Regions from separate parts of the Hordeum vulgare genome. Here all the other regions are linked to region 1. Evidence: chromatin contacts called from public Hi-C data. All regions are on one chromosome and are shown on one strand. The core of a region is the stretch at or near the end of the contact, and the rest is flanking DNA. Distances in the headings are between cores, read along the strand shown.

What was found. A called contact is a pair of places that touch in the nucleus more often than the background predicts.
Region 2: a contact with region 1 is called in a Hi-C map of leaf, with 2.9 times the contacts expected there. The contact joins the enhancer-like site here to the promoter of LOC123447947 in region 1. A contact is called at or near these places in 2 of 6 Hi-C or Micro-C datasets (leaf and seedling) and 1 of 1 datasets of contacts at active chromatin or transcription factors (embryo).
Region 3: a Hi-C map of leaf shows a contact between it and region 1, with 5 times the contacts expected there. The contact joins the promoter of LOC123446172 here to the promoter of LOC123447947 in region 1. A contact is called at or near these places in 1 of 6 Hi-C or Micro-C datasets (leaf) and 1 of 1 datasets of contacts at active chromatin or transcription factors (embryo).

What each region holds. Positions count from the first base shown.
Region 1 is chr4H:82,730,621-82,734,022 of MorexV3_pseudomolecules_assembly, forward strand. It overlaps LOC123447947 (ABC transporter G family member 25), which reads left to right and starts at 1,319. Exons shown (of 3, transcript XM_045124689.1): 1 at 1,319-1,662; 2 at 1,786-2,629. The coding sequence starts at 1,537.
Region 2 is chr4H:82,421,100-82,424,740 of MorexV3_pseudomolecules_assembly, forward strand. It overlaps the pseudogene LOC123450300. Among protein-coding and RNA genes, the nearest start is that of LOC123447947, 310 kb to the right of the region's middle. Within about 2 kb of position 1,497, at least 2 of the 3 cell types and tissues checked have open chromatin away from gene starts, as enhancers often do. A contact at or near this core is called in leaf, where this site is marked.
Region 3 is chr4H:83,088,573-83,091,946 of MorexV3_pseudomolecules_assembly, forward strand. LOC123446172 (translation initiation factor IF-2-like) reads right to left here and starts at 1,499. Exons shown (of 1, transcript XM_045122852.1): 1 at 341-1,499. The coding sequence starts at 1,150. The coding sequence ends at 557.

The sequences.
Region 1 (3,402 bases), core at 69-2,568:
ACACCCACCACGCCCACCAACATCCATAAGCTTCTTGAGCTTCTCCTTGTTTGTGGCCTTCGCTTTGACGCGACGAGTTTGCCGCGTACCAAGCTGATCTTTCGGGCGGGCAGGATGCTCGGATCCTTTGACACCTCTGTCACCTCCATCTCTGGTAGGTTCTTCTTCGATTCCAAGCGTCGGCGGCATAAGAAAGAAGAGGTGGATGAAAAGGGTGGGAATTGGATGAAGAGCAGCGAAGATGGAAGAAGGGAGTGGGGGTTTTGGGGTTGAGATCCTCTGCAGTACCGTATGATGCTGTAGTGCGGATGACATATGGGGCCAGGTCCCACATGACAGTGACCTTACTGTACCATACAGTACTTCAGAGGATCCTAACCCGGGGTTTTGGCACGGAAATAGTACAGGTTGCTACAAAAGTGTGGGCTCTCCTTTTTGGTGGGAGGGGGGGGGGTCGGAGTCCGACCTTCCTCGTGTGTGGACTCCCGCAAAATCCTCCCATATTTCGTTCAAGTTTGCGAAGAAATTATGCTCCGCACCACCCAACGTACAGATACAGAAGTGTGTAGAATGATTTTCACGGTTATTCTCATAAAATGTGAGCAATTTGAGGGTCGGTATTGGAGATGCCCTAACACCGTCCGTCTGCGGCAAAATATGCAACTACCAAATTGTCAAAATGGACTAACAAAACCAGACTCTGAAAATAAAATATGCAACTACCAAGCATTGCATTTCTAGACCTAACTGCGCACAATGATGTGTGTAGAATTGCGCTTGACGATGCCCAACGGCTCACTTGACTGAGAAACAGCAATTTGACAAGCGAAGATATCGGGAAAAGTCAAGAGCCACTTTGTAAAATCAGCGGCGCGGCTTAGTTAATACTCGTACTAACCGCCCCGGCACAGTAGGAGGTCCGGGCAGGGGTGTGTGTGATGCCTGTGGTGGGGCGCGCACACACGCACAGGCGCGCTCTGCTGATGCCACCTCGCGCACCAAAGCCCACCATCTTCTCGCGCGCTTTTCTCTCCTCCCTTGCTTGGATTCCCTGAACCAAACAGCCAGCAGCAACTTGTGCTCTGCTCGCTCTCTTCCCTTCCACGGCGACCCCACCGGAGCGGCGCCGGTCCAACCATAAAGGAGGGGAGGGGAGGGGGGGGCATGGGGTGCCGCGCGCCAAAAGCAGCAGCACACCACCGCCGGCGGGCCCGCCGCTCCACTCGCCGTGCCCCTCCCGCCACGTGCCGCGTCCCCTGCGCCGGTGACGTGGCCCTCACCACCTCCATGTCCATGTGCCATAGCCTCCTCCCCCTTTATATACCCCTCCAACCTCCCACACCCCCTTCGATCTTCTCATACTCCATCCATCACCACCACCACCATCCCGCTAGGCTCGATCAAGCTCGCGCCAACCACCACTCGCTCGTCTCGCCGTCAGATTTCCACTCCCTCTTTGCCGCCAGCTGGTCTCATACCGCCGATCGTCTGGCGAGTAGCATATCGGAGCAGAATTAAGTTCGAGCAGCGATCGCGATGCCTCCCAACGGGCAGAGCGTGCATGGCGGGGGCGGCCTAGTCTCACCCGCTACGGCCGCGCCGGCGCCGCCGTCCAAGATGGATTGCTTCTTGACGTCCGTCTGCACGCCGCTGAATCTCCAGGTACGTACTGTTACTGTAGTACGCACGGAGCTGCATGCATGGCCGATTGTGCACGGCTTGAGCTTTGGGTCGCCGACTTGTTTATGACGTTGGGCGTGCGCTTGGCTTGATGGTGTGTTGCAGTTCATCGACGTGGCGTACCGCGTCAAGGTGGAGAGGACGGCGAAGGAGCCGCCGGGAAGGATATCGCACTCCGGTGGTGGTGGTGGTGGCGGTGCCGCCGGCGGCCTGTCGGCCTCTGTTGAGGAGAGGACGATACTCAAGGGGATCACCGGCGAGGCGCGACCCGGCGAGGTTCTGGCCGTGCTAGGCCCGTCCGGCAGCGGGAAGTCGACGCTCCTGTCCATCCTGGGTGGCCGCCTCGCCGGCCGCTACTCCGGCACGGTCCTAACCGGCGGCCGCGCCCCGTGCCGCGCCGTGCAGCGCCGCACGGGGTTCGTCGCCCAGGACGACATCCTCCACCCGCACCTGACCGTGCGCGAGACCCTCGCCTTCTGCGCCATGCTGCGCCTCCCCACGTCCGCCCCGACCTCCGCCAAGCTCGCCGCCGCGGACGCCGTGATCGCGGAGCTGGGCCTCGGCACCTGCGCGGACACGATCGTGGGCAACGCGTTCGTGCGCGGCGTGTCCGGCGGCGAGCGGAAGCGCGTGAGCATCGGGCACGAGCTGCTGGTGAACCCGAGCCTGCTGGTCCTGGACGAGCCCACCTCCGGGCTGGACTCCACGGCGGCGTCCCGGCTGGTGGCCACGCTGTCGGCGCTGGCGCGCAAGGGGCGCACGGTGGTGCTATCCGTGCACCAGCCGTCCAGCCGCGTGTACCGGGCCTTCGACTCCGTGCTGCTGCTCTCCGAGGGCAGCTGCATGTACCACGGGCCCGGCCGCGACGCCATGGACTACTTCGCCTCCGTCGGCTTCGCGCCGGGCTTCCACGTCAACCCGGCCGACTTCATGCTCGACCTCGCGAATGGTGAGTAGTATACTTGTTGTTAGTTGTTACTACACACGCAATCAAACCCTTCTTTTCTTTCCATGAAACTATGTTACTAGACGATCGATAGAGTTACAACTTACTACAAGAGATGCTTCCTTCCAAGATGAGCACGAACAGAAATCTGGATTCACCAAAGCGTTAGACAATCTAGCTAGAGGGAGAAACGTCCTGAAAGCAAGCTTAGGCAGCAGGGGGGAATAGTACGTACTGCACTAGATGTTTATGTTCCCCTTTTAGCATCGCGGGTGACTAGATTTTTGGATTAGGGATGATGACATTGGAGACGAGCAAAACAAATCCGGTAGGCGAGTGTGGAGTGCACCCAACTAAAAAGATCGGGAGAGAGAGAAGGTGCGCAAACAAAAGAGCGGTGCGAGTGCCCTAGATTAGATAGCTAGCAGTAGCACTAGTGGTGTTTTATCTTACTAGCTTTCGCGCAAAGCACTTTAATTATGGCTGAATAATCGCACCCACCGGACACGTGTCACGGAGGTCCCGATCGGTGGGACGCTGCTAGTGGGGCTGCACAGCACATCATAATATTGGATCGATCATTAGGTCCTCAAAAAAGAGTGGAAATATTGTTGGATCGATCGATAGCTACACGCTCCAATGCGTTCCCCCTACTCTACTTCTCCAGTCTAGTCAAGAAGGAAAGAGCTCTCATCGGCAATCTGCCCGCATATTTGGCGACCGGGCTTACCGTTTCACGGGTGATTTGACCACCTACGCGCTTGTCTTTTACTCCT
Region 2 (3,641 bases), core at 247-2,746, 310 kb before region 1:
ATGTGGGCTCATGTTGGCAACCGAATTTATCTTCTTTTATTCGTTTGTAAAACTATGTGAGAACTATGTGAGACATTTTTATTTTTATTCGGCTCGTAATAACTATGCTATTTTATTCGGTCCAAATTATGTTATTTGATTCAAACTATGTAAATTCATGCAAAATAGAACGGCCAGCCGTCCACGTCGGCATATATGGATCAGCACGTTGGACGCTGTCGACCCATATCTAAAACACGACGAACACCGGACGGATGGTGGATCCAAACGGATAAAAAGCGAACGAGGACAAGATCACCGTTTGTTTGGATCGTTTCATCGGAGTTGCTCTTAGTCTTCCAGAAGACGCTATTTCAAGTCATGTAGGGCCGGACTGCTGAAAATGCTCTCACGCATTCCATGTGCAGCAGTAACTGAGCTACACGGGTAAAGTGGTACGCCACGTGTTGCGAATGCAAGGGCTACACATCCAAAGCGAAAAAGGCAAACACGCACATGCAGCATGCACCTGATCAGGTTCAGCAACCATGGTGTGCGGGCCAGCCATGTTTGGCTCCCAGAACATGAATGCTTTCTTTTCACTCATATGATGAGATCGATTTTTCCGTTTTAAAAAATAAAATAAAAGTAAGAATGATTTTACAAGGTAGTATTGTAATACTCCTTTCGTCCCAAAATTCTTGTTTTATATTTGTCTAGATATGAATGTATCTAGTCACGTTTTAATATTTAGATATATCTACTTTTAGACAAACCTAACACAAGAATTTTGAGACGGAGAAAGTACATTGCAGCAGCATGGGGCGGGCAACCACAGCGCCGTATTAACAGTGGTAATGAGGTGGTGGGCGACAGTGGCACGGCGATCGGCGACGGTGGGTGGGCGAAAGACGGCGGAAATGGCGGCACGGTGGTCGTCAGCCCGGAGGTGCAGTGAGTTTTGGCGGGCGACGTTGACATAATATGATTGGGGCTCATATTGCGGAGAGGTCATTTTCTACTAAATATTGTTGAAGTTGGACTGCCTTATTGGGGGTCATTAGTATTTTTCGTAATTAGGAATCTATTGGACCTGATTTTTCGGCCCAACTTTCTCAATACCTGATTTTCATCTGTGGAATACTCCCATCAATTTCTATTAATGTCGTTGATTTAGTACAAGCAAAGATGATATCCCACGGTGTGATTTATTCTGTTTCTCTCTAGTCTTCGACTTCAACACGGGTGCGCCCATCCAGCTCTCCTGCTTGCCTACCTGAATGTATACAGCATGCGATTAAATTCTGGTATCTTAACAGTACTAAAGATCTCCCAAATAGTGCACCACCCCAATTAGGTTCCCCCCAATTATGAGAGATATCTTGTCCAAAAACCGGCAGCCAATTATGTGAATCTATCAGAGATCTGACTACAGTTCGATCATATCTCGCATTTGCATGTGTCGCTGCACTAGCTAGCTAGTGTGTAGACAGAGGAAACACACAAAGAAGAGGGAGAAATGTGATAGAGGTAGCCAGCCAGCCAGCCAGGCTGGGAGAAAAAGAAAGCAGCTTTTTGGAGGATGGCTACATGTCGTGAGTCAATTATAAGCGGCTTGGAAAGAAAGACGAACCTCCTACATGCAACGTGTAAGGTATAGCATCTATCCATGTCAGGATCAGCGCATATATATCGACCCACCAATGATTATGGCCATCAAAAACAAGAGCACAATCAGGAGGAGCACTTAGCGTGTAAGCATGACATGTAAGCTGTCTAGCCAGGGCTGGGATTCCCCGGCGATAGCATCATTCCTGACGCGTGAGATGAATTGTGCCGGCTTTTCTTTTTCTTCAACTCCTGTTCAATTTTCGTCACCTGGACAGCAACTGTTTATCCGTCCTGCAGGTCCGATCATTGTTCCAAAATATATTCTCAGGCGTCCACCCAAATGTCCTTAATATTCTCAAACCGTATATATCGTTGCTAGCTGGCCGCCATCTAGTGGAACACAGTATTTTTGCTTTTCATTCGGATCTTAGAGCTAGCGAGCGTAGTTAGTTTTTCGTCACGTTTCGGATTTGTGGAAAATGAATATACCAGTACTAATGGACTAAGAAAATAATAGTTTAAAATCTGTAAGAAAATAGAATGATTTAGTCAGGACTGCATAACTCATGTCCCATTGAAAGTAAGTGGTTGTGTGCTGGTATTTTGGACTCTTCAACTATGCAAATGCCTTTGGCCTAACCTTATTCCGGCAATTAATTCCATGCATGCATGAATGCACGATATGTGACTGCCCGACATGCAGCTAAATGCATACTCCCTTCGTTTCAAATATTTGAAGTTGCAGCTTTGTTCTCAGTAAAAAAAAGGTTGGATCAATCTATAGAAAAAAAAAACGCTAGTGCCTGGAATATCCAAAAAATATGTGTAATATGTAATTATATTTCAGATGAATCAAATGAATTTGATTTTGTGTTGTACTCTATATATAGTCAAGCTTAAAGAGTAGAACAAAACCAGAACTTCAAGTATTGTAGAAAGAGGGAGCACATGTTATATGAGAGCATATCCTTGTCAATTGATTGTCTAGATCGCTCAAGTTTTGACAAATGCATGCACATATAGTACTATGTAGGTAGCTGCCTAGAGCTAGCTACCTTGACTTAAGCTATAGCATTATGCAGATTAGTATCTTAAGTGCTGGTGACGATGACCATGCATGGAATGCGACTAATCATTGAATTATTTGCCCCACATAAGGCAATATGGAGGACCCAAATATACACTGAACTTGCAGATACGATCATGGCCATTTTGTGCACCTAGATTCCTCATATGCTTAGCTGATTAAAGTGCTGACTTACCTGTAGCAAGCAAGCGTGCTTCACTATCAAATGGGCCACGTAACCGACGAGGTCAGTCACCTACTTTTACATATAGCTAGCTAGCTAGTTAGCTCACCTTTAGTACGTAGTCAAACCATTGAAATTGCAATATCCCACTATGACTAATCTTACACTACCTACAACTAACTAGACGTCTAAACAAGGAGAGTCCATTCGCATTTTCCATTCAAATTCTAGTCAAATATCAAGGCATGTGCAGCACACGGTGCCATGTTTGCAACCAGAAATTTCACAATGATTTTATGGAATATAGTACTTGCTCTGTTCCACATTATAAAAATATTCTAACAATTTTTTTTCTAATATATACATGTTTTAGTGCTTTTGTTCGCTCATTTTGGTTTGAATGTAATCCACATTGAAATACCAAAAATATTTTACAATTTCAATTTATGCAAAACATCTGATGTGCCCCCTACATTAACGGTTTTCGTTGCGCGACACATATGCACATTATCACTTTTCCTATCATCCCACGCTACCATGTTTGAGACGCAAAAACTACTTGACAGGAATCGGTTTATTTTCTGCGAAAAAGATTCACAGGCCGGCTCGATCCAGCAACAGATCTATCTAGAGATAACACATGATAAACCCTTTGAGCTGTAGGGAGGAAGATTCGTCGAGATCGGATATCCTTTGTGCTGGCGCCACATCTTTAATTTGGCACCCTTTAATGGCTTTAGCAAAAGAGCGAGCACGCAAGGTAAAGGAGCGGACGGGACGTCGTGTCGATCGACGTACGTA
Region 3 (3,374 bases), core at 249-2,748, 360 kb after region 1:
AGAACATATGCATGTTTGCCCATTGCCCCAAAAACTTATGTATCGAACAGCTTGTAATAGAGGATTGTAACCCTGCAATTGTGAAAAAATAACTCCCTATGGCACTTTCAAAAAAAAAAATCTAGTGCTAAAAACACCTAAAATTTTGCAAAAGCTGGACTACTTAAAAATGGCAGTAAAACACATTATTGACATATACTCCCTCCGTCCGAAATTACTTGTCATGGAAATTTATAAAAATAAATGTATCTAAAACTAAAATACATCTAGATATATCCATACCCGTGACAAGTATTTTCGGACGGAGGGAGTAGTATATATAAAAAAGCCATATAAGATATATCGGTTGCTATATCACTTTTTCTCAAATGTAGGTATGGATCACATCCACTAAATAGCTGAATTGAGATTACCATCAAAGTACACGCAAACGAAAAGAAAAGAAAAGGTGAGATTTCTTTTCGATATTTTCCCACCACTCGCTGCTCACATCCATTATTTATGTACCTGGCTGAGCCCACACACACTTGATGGATCTCAGAAATCGGGAGGGCCCTTATCTCTTGCCGGGCCGGCCAGCGCGGCCCTGGCCCGCCCGCCCGACGGCCCCCACCGGTCGGCGTACCACGAAGGCGCCCTCGGCGACGCCCATGGCGTTCCTGCAGCCGTACAGGTCCAGCAATCCCACCACCCCGCCAGTGGCGATGGACCACCGCCGCGGCCCGGCGCGGACGGCCGACGCCGGCTTAGGAGGAAACAGCGCGTCGATGTCGATGGCGCTGGTGCGCTCCCTGGTGCATTCTGCCAGCGCGGCGGCAAAGGGGTCGGCGGCGCCTGGAGCGCCCGGCGCCGATCGGTTGGCGCGGCGTCGGGAGGGCGACGCACGGATCGGCGGCGGGAGCGGGAGCGGCGCGGACGGGGAGGCAGCAGGGTCCGCGGCGCCGCGGAGGAAGGAGTGGTTCTTGGGGATGCCCGGGTGGTGCTCCCAGGAGAAGGGGATGGAGGTGGTGCGCGGGGACGGCGACGGCGAGGAGGCGGCGGAGGAGGCCGTGGAGAAAGACGACGACGAGGACGACGAAGACGAGTAGGAGGCTGCGCGCTGCCGCCGGTGAGCCTGCGTCGGCAGTGGTGGTTGCGCCCGTGTCGTCATGGGAACGAGAGAGGAGGCTGGTAGCTAGCTGGATGGTAGCCGAGTGTGGGCAAGGCGGGGACACAACAACGCAAGGGGCAGATAAATACGTACACTCAGTAGTCACCATGGTGGAGCCATTAGCGTTTGAGACCCTTACGTTTTTCAAAATTACATGTACTGTCTTATTCGTCTGTCCTTTTTTATTTGTATCTCCTTTTCCTTTTTCCATTTCTCTCTTTTCTGGCTGCTAAGGGATAGGGTTCTCCATTTTAATTTTTATTTGCAAAGTTGATTCGTTATTATAAAATGATCAACCAATGGCTGCTTACAAGTCCGTTGAATGCCGCGGATAGTGCCTCTGATTTCCAACCTGAAAACATTATTTCTTCAGAGTAGGCACGGCAGCACAATTTTCACTAAAGCAAAGCAGGTGCGGTATTCGTGCGAATTCTTGATACAAAATTATGTAAGGCAGGCCCGGATGGGATGCATGCAGCTTCCTTTCTACGTAAAAAATTAAATGAGGTCCATGCACACAGATTAAATTCCAGGTGTATTTTATGGTTATACTCGCACTAGTTTGGACCAAACAAAGACACCGTGCTGGTTTCCAACTTGTCCTCTCCAGCACTATCTATTTCCTAAATTCCCTAATCCTGCACGCGGGCCTTTAATTTCTGCAGCATACAAATAGTTTAATTTCGCCATCTTCGCCCCCAATCTGATTAGTAGGTGTAGTCCTACCATATATGTTAAACATATACAGATGACTTAGCGTCTATTTCGAGCTAATGGACAAATTAACAATGTTAGGAAGGGGTAATTAATAACTAACTATACATGTGCTAGTACATAGCTTAACTCTGTCTTCAGCTGATGAGAGAAATTAACAATGTGAATGCGTGCCCTTGCGAAGGCTTGCTTCAATTGCACCGCACTGAAGTGCTGCGGTGGGCTCGCATAAGATCGTACCGCACATAACATATACACGATGTACGGTTTGGGCCTTATGCGGTGGGTGACATGTGGCACGTACACGTATGTAATAATGGTTATCCGTAGAAGGGAGGACGAGTGAGATGCAAGGCTAGCTAGCTGGTTGCCTTCTTTCTTGCCATATACGTACACTCAGAATCCGGTTTCGACAAACCTACGAACGTATGATGTACGTACTGCATTCAGGGGCGTATGATGGGATTTGTCCCTGAATCTTCCTCTTGCTTCTGCTTCTCATGGCATTTATGTTTGGAGGTGGAGGAGATGGAAAGCAACGTAGATCAGCCGTCGCTAGGAAATAATTGCAGGGAAAGAAAGAAAATTATTTAGTTGTTTCATATCTTATAGACACCGTAAATATTTGCGGGGAAAACGGAAGTTAGAATTCACTGTACTGTTCGTTGTGCATTGCCGGATTCAAGATCAACCTCCAATATAAATAAATTAATGGAAATCATCGTAAAATAATTGTTCTACGGTTTGGTGCTTCAGAAAAAAAAAAGATCAACCACCAATTAGTGGTAGCGGAACGAAAGGTCCCCTAAACAATTAAATAAAAAAAAAGGTCCCCTAAACAAAAGGAATGCATTTGATGCCTGGCCGCTAAACTAAACCGGCCCATTGAATGTGCGTACGCGCAACATAATTATCATTCCTACACAGGAGCGCCGTACTACTTTTTTTTGAGGGACAGGAGCGCCGTACTACTTTTTTTTTTCTTGAGGGACAGGAGCGCCGTACTCATCATCACCAAATCAACTGCGCCTTGCTATTTTTCCGCGAATAATGCTGTGCAGAAGAATAGAGCGTTGTGCATTGAATCGGTTAACTTGAGGAGCGGTCCAAATGTCGTCCTAGTGCAATGTTGGTGCGTGGGTACTAGTGGACGACTGGACTACTAGAGAGTAGAGACTTGAGAGGAGAGGGGAGGGAGAGGCAAGGTGGTGAGGCGTTGTGATTTGATTTTGCCGCGGTTGGTGGCTGGCCGGCTCTGCGCGTGCCTGGCCTGGGTGGTGGTGGATAGGACTGACTGGGAGGGAGGAGCGTGCGTGTCTTTCGTTTCCAGTCTTCTTCCTTCCTATTAGGTCTTTTTTAAAACTGAAGTCTTCTTCCTAAGGTTTGCCTTTGCCGGCTGCGTTTCACATGCCTTTTGCCCTTTCCCCGTCCCTCCCTGTTTCGTGTGCATGCCCACGGTCGACTTTGAGGTGTGCAAAGTACATATTTACATACTGTAATGTAATTGTTG